Regions from separate parts of the Mus musculus genome. Here region 1 is linked to region 2. Evidence: chromatin contacts called from public Hi-C data. All regions are on one chromosome and are shown on one strand. Each heading gives the region's core, a stretch centred on a gene start, on an enhancer-like site or on the middle of the called end of the contact. The rest is flanking DNA. Distances are from core to core; before and after follow the strand shown.

Region 1 (2,848 bases), core at 110-2,609, 66 kb before region 2:
TCACCTGAACCTGGAGCCACAGAGGGTTGTGAATCCTCCCTGTGAGTGCTTAGAATGGGACTCAGGACCTCTGTAAAAGCAGTATAGGCTCTTAACCCTGCATCTGTCTTCCAGCCCTAGATATACCGTTTCGATTATGGCCCTTTCCAAAAGCTGTAGTGTACTCACTACAGTAGATTATTCTCTCAGGGGAAGGATAAGACTGGTGTTTCTATACTTCCTTAAAGGTGCCCTTGGCTTCCATCTCCAGATTCAGAATTCAACTAATCCACTCAAGCCATTAGGAATCTGTTACCTGGACACTGACAGGAGACAGGGCTCTGGAAAGACTAACAGAAAAAGATCAGCCTAGATACTACTGATTTCTAGGTTCTGTCCAAGCGAAGCTGCCAGCTTGGAGACTTCATCTGTTCCTGGGTGGAACAGCATTGTGGGCAGCTCCAGGGCCTGAAGGTTGTGAATGCATTTGCTCTTCCATATTGTTCCCACGAGTGTTAGTTACTTGTGTCAGTGCTGGGACACAAAGGCCCAGAGGTGTGTCTCCTAGGTGATTCTAGACCTTGTCAAGTCTTTTTTTTTTTTTTTTTAGATTTATTTTTTATTATAGATAAGTGCACTGTAGCTGACTTCAGACATACCAGAAGAGGGCATCAGATTCCATTATAGATGGTTGTGAGTCTCCATGTGGTTGTTGGGATTTGAACTCAGGACCTTTGTAAGAGCAGTCAGTGCTCTTACCCGCTGAGCCATCTCACCTGCGCCCCCTTGTCAAGTCTTAACCAGGTGACCATGTCTAAGCTTACTTTGGTATTATTGTCTTATCTACAAAGCCAGGAGGAGACGATCGGCCAAGAGGTGGTAAGGGTGCAATAGCTTCAGATGTGGTGAGTTCAGAGCTCTGTCAGGCATGTGGAAGAACTCAGTGCTCATTGACATCCTCACTACCACCACCTGTCTGTCTGTCTTTCTTCCTGTCTGTCTGTCTGTCTGTCTATCCCATCAGTGAGGTGAGAACACAAGAAACCATCTATGAGCTTGCTTCCCTGTAGAGCAGGGAGTGGTTCTCAAAGTGTGGGTTGCGACCCCCAAATACACTCAGAGAACACAGGTGTTTACATTACAGCCCATTACAGTCACAAAATTACAATTAGGCAGTAGCAACAAAATAATTTTATGGTTGGGGGGGGGGTCACCAGAACATGAACTGCATTACAGAGTCTCGGCATTAGGAAGGTTGCGGAGCCAAATGGGAACAGGCTGAGCTTTCTGGAAGACAGAATAGCAACAGTCACTCTAGGGAGCTTCAGTGAGGAGCCTTCAGGAGGCAGGAGGCTCCCAAGAAGGAGTGAGGGAGACTCCGCCCTGCCCTGGGCTCTAGCTCTTTGCTTCTTATAGAAATAAACAGGTCCCAGGCTCCCTCTGTCTCTGCTTAGCATCCTTGCCATGACATTTACAAAGCAGCTATTTTAAAAAATAAAAGTGCCTGCTGCTGTATAAATTTCTGTTCATGAAAAGGCTTCTTGAGAAATAAGAAGCCTTTGGGCATTTTCCTCTGAGATCAGTTGCCTGAATGGGATGACCAACAATTTTAAGGTACAGCGTGCTGAAATGATAGAAATCATGCTGTTTGGAAGGAAAACCTCCCCCTTTCACTTCCCTTGGAACTCCAGAAAGCTATGATTGTTTAAAAATACCACTTGAGGGGTTGGGGATGTGGTTCGGTAGGTGGATTTTAGATCCGTTGCACCAAATAAACCAGGCATGGTGGCACAGGCCTTTTGCAGAAAACCGTGAGGCTACAGAGTGCCTTTCTAGCCCTGAGCCATCCAGGGGGCGCTTTGTCGGCAGGGTTTGGAGAACAGCATTTATGTTCCCCACTGGGTATCTAATGCTGAGACAGGAGGGCGCTCTTTGGATAAACAAGTTCGTGTTGCTGGGGGGCGCGGGGGGGGGGAATAAGAGACTCTACCTCCCCCTACCGTGGCTTGTAAGACAAGGGGAAACCTCCTCACTGAACCCACAGAGCCGGAGGTGGGGGGGGTGGGGGGGGGAGGTGATGACTTGCTGCGAACTGATTGTTTCAAAGGCCAGGGCGCCTGGCGCAGGGCTGTCTCAAGTAGAAGCAGCACAGATGTGCTGTTAAAAGCAAGTCTATTTAGGGCTGCAGAGCAGAGGAGCGGATGGCACAAAACGCTGAAGATGCTCAAATGTGCCCTGAAGGATTTTTAAGAATGGCGTTGGCAGTTGATTGTTGGGGGAGGGGATAAGCCGGGTCTCCAGAAAGCATGTACCCCAGAGGCGGGCAGAAACTGCCCTCTGAACACCTTGCCAGCTGCCTGCTACACCTTTTGGTTCTGGTGCTGGCAGAAGAGATGGTTGGCTCTTTCTTGCCACAGTAGTCTGGGGATCTTTATTATCAAGCCGTGAAATCAGTGCGTTTGCCCCTCGGTGCTGGCACGCCTCTGTGTTTGGTATCTGAGCTTCCATGGTGTACTGTATGCAATCTCTGTCCTCTCTGATGTCTGCAGTACTTCTTGCCCAATTTAAGTTCCAGCTACACGCTCTTTCCTGAGCCTGTGAATGGAAAGTGGCGGTGGTCTCCCTACCACCTGGCCCCCTGCTGTGGCAGCCATGGGTGGCTACATTTTAAGTGAATGGAACTGAAGGAGATTGTGTTCAGTGAAATAAAACAGACATGAAAGACAAGGACAATATATTCTCTCATACAAGAAATTTGAAAATTTAAGAGCCAAGCATGGTGGAACATGCCTTTAATCCCAGTACTTGGGAAACAGAGGCCTTGTTTACAGCCAAACTGAGAAAGTCAGGCGCAGAGGCTAATAGTGCT
Region 2 (2,776 bases), core at 105-2,604:
TCAGGTGCTCACCCCAGCACCCTTTATCCTTTCTCCCTGCAGCTCCTGCCCAGTAGCTGTCTGTAACACCCCCCCCCCCCCACACACACACACACTCATCAGTATTTGGATTCTGTCTCTGTCTGACATCTCTAATAAAGTGCCCCACTTTCAAGTCAAATCCAACCAGTAGACGTGTCTATTCTGGGAACAAATATGCTATGCATGTTTTTATTTGAGTCACTAGACCATATATCAAAAGATGAGTAACCCAAGAGAGAAACCGTGGTCACAGCTGCTGAAGGCACAGCATCTCGGGTGACGTCGGGCACCCTTCTCCCTCAGTGGCTCCTACACTTGGGGCTGTGCTGCAACTGATCGAAGTGAACACACACCATTCACCACCACTCTAGAATGTTCTTGCATGTGGACCAAGCGTCCTACATGTCCCTTGAGGGCATCTGAGATTCAGGCGATTGAGCAGGTCTTGGCTCACACCTTCATCTTAATTGGAATTCCACCCCCCCCCCCCCATAATTCTCTTAACACATCAGAAAAACATCAAATCAGGCTTTTTCCTCCTGGGCATATCAATGATTACTGAAGGTTTGATAAAGCCATTCTGCTTTTGCTTGGAGCTTTCAGGATTGGATTCCCAGAGGTCTCAAGTCTAGTCCTGAGACCTTCTGACCACTTACCTGCAGCTGCACCTCATAGCTGTGTGCCCATCTGCATGGCATACATAGATGGTAATTTCCCATCTGTAGTGTAGACCTTGGGGCTCCCCATACGTGTCTCATGTGGGGGTGCTCCCTTACACACCCTCAGCCTGCTTATCCTGAACCTGCTCCTCTGTTGGCCTTTGAACTTGAAAGATCAAAGACTCTGACTACATGTGTCACTGGAGAGTTTTAACCTTCTGAGGGCTAGGGAAATGGCTCAGTGGGTAAAGGACCTGCTGAGCAAGTATGGAGACCCCGGGTTCGATTCCTAGAACCTGCATTAAAAAAAAAAAGATGCTAGATACGTGTTCTGAAGAGGTAGAGATGGGAGGGGGAGGAGTCTTTAGGCTTGCTGACTAGCCCAGCCCATTTGCAGTCTCCAGTCCAGTGAGAGACCGTACCTCAGAAAACAAACTGATAATTATCGATGTGTGATAGCTCAAGTCATCCTCCTGCTTCTACCTGTATGCACACATATGTGAAAAAACACACGACTGAATTAGCTATCCGAGGCAGCAACGGAATCTGTGTAAGCCAGATTGCCTGATTTTTTTTTTTTTTTTTTTTTTTTTGCAATGCTATTCCAGGTCAGAAGAGACTCAGGGGGAGGAGGGACCCTGTTCCCCGAATCACTCCTCGGCATAGTCGTGACAGAGAGTGAGTCACAATCTCTCCAACTCCAGGCTGGGGGCGTATGTAGCTGAGCTTAATTACCGAGCCCTCAGCTGTGGTCAGCAGCCGGTGGCACCCACCTCCACAGGGGTCTATTCTGACATGCAGCAGAGCCACATGAACATGGGTGACAGGGGTGTCCAGGAATGTCGACCTCTCCTTGAGGAAACCCTGCCTCAGATATCAAACCCCTAGGCCTCCCTACCACTTCTTTCTGTGCATCCTCAGCTTGGCCGTCACTCCGTGCTGCTTGGTAGAGATGGGTTTGTCGTGTTGCGGCTACAAGCCTACACATTCTAGAAGCCTTCTGGTCCCAAGCACACACAGCCCCTATATACAGTAGTCTTGGCTCAGTTTCATTAGGGTGGTGACTTCCCTGAGTTTTCTCTAGTGTCACCCATGATGGCTTTTAGGGTACATCGTGCTGTCCAAGAGTTTAGTAGGATAATGGGGAGGACTTGCTGAGCTGCCTCCAGGCGCTACAATGGACGCACATCAGGATCACATGTGTGTTGTGCTGCCGCAGGGAATGCCAGAGCCCGTACAGCTTAAACAGCAGCATTGGAGACACGGTCACAGTGCCCCTTCTTTTCATGTTTCCCCGGGCTTCTTTGAGGGTAAGCAATGTGCTTCAGCCATGGAGCCTGCTCCGGCTTAACCTGGCTTTCTTCCTCATTCATTCCTAACTGTCACCCATGTTCTTCAACAACACCGCTCAGCCTTTTCTTGGTTGGTCTTTGTTTCATCACCTCTTTCTGTGGCTGACCCTTGCCGTGGAGACTAAGTGGCCCTCTAAGTACCAGTTTGTGATTGGGCTGATTTGGAGACAAGGCCGTAGGAGGAAGAGGAGGGGGCATGCCTTTTTCTTTGCCTGGTGCTGTCTTGGGGAACAGCATTTCCTGCCTTGAATTAGACAGTCGCAGCCATTGGACCCAGTCAAATGGAATTTAATAAGAAAAACAAGTTGGGCTTTTCTACAGCTGCTAGAAGACTAGGTGGCAGAGCCTTACCCCCTCTGTACCCAAAGCAGTTCCATGGTCAGGTGACATCATGGTACAGGTGTCCAGTCCCATTCTGCCACTGGGGTATGTGTGGCTTAGGTAGAAGAAAGACAACGGGGGGTTCCGTCTGGCTGAGGGTGCCAGGTTAGCTCCCAGCCTAGAGCTGGTCTCTAAGCCAGAACTTCATCCCCCAGTCTCTACCTTGTCTCACCACAACCTTTCCTTCGTTTCCAGGATGATGAACTAAAGGCCGCTGTGCAGAGAGAGCATCACCTGAAGCCCCTGGAAAGGCCTTCCCTTGAGGGCCCGGCAGCATGACCAGGTAATAACACCACTGCCACCCCACCTTGGGATTCCTCCCAAGGGCCGGGGAGGAGCCGCAGGGCAGGAAGGGCTTATGGA

Evidence for each region. Hi-C and Micro-C count contacts between places; a contact is called where the count stands out from the background.
Region 1: a contact with region 2 is called in a Hi-C map of cerebral cortex, with 2.2 times the contacts expected there. The contact joins two enhancer-like sites. A contact is called at or near these places in 1 of 15 datasets of contacts at CTCF or cohesin (embryonic stem cells), 19 of 484 Hi-C or Micro-C datasets (8-cell embryo, cerebral cortex, embryonic stem cells and 6 more) and 2 of 115 datasets of contacts at active chromatin or transcription factors (embryonic stem cells and neural progenitor cells).

Annotation. Positions count from the first base shown.
Region 1 is chr5:128,911,157-128,914,004 of GRCm38.p6, reverse strand. All of the region lies in intron 1 of Rimbp2 (RIMS binding protein 2), which reads left to right. Among named protein-coding and RNA genes, the nearest start is that of Rimbp2, 40 kb to the left of the region's middle. Within about 2 kb of position 1,359, at least 11 of the 459 cell types and tissues checked have an H3K27ac peak or open chromatin away from gene starts, as enhancers often do. A contact at or near this core is called in cerebral cortex, where this site is marked.
Region 2 is chr5:128,845,504-128,848,279 of GRCm38.p6, reverse strand. Rimbp2 (RIMS binding protein 2) reads left to right here. Exons shown (of 21, transcript NM_001378900.1): 2 at 2,609-2,696. Among named protein-coding and RNA genes, the nearest start is that of Gm34057, 29 kb to the right of the region's middle. Within about 2 kb of position 1,354, at least 19 of the 459 cell types and tissues checked have an H3K27ac peak or open chromatin away from gene starts, as enhancers often do. A contact at or near this core is called in cerebral cortex, where this site is marked.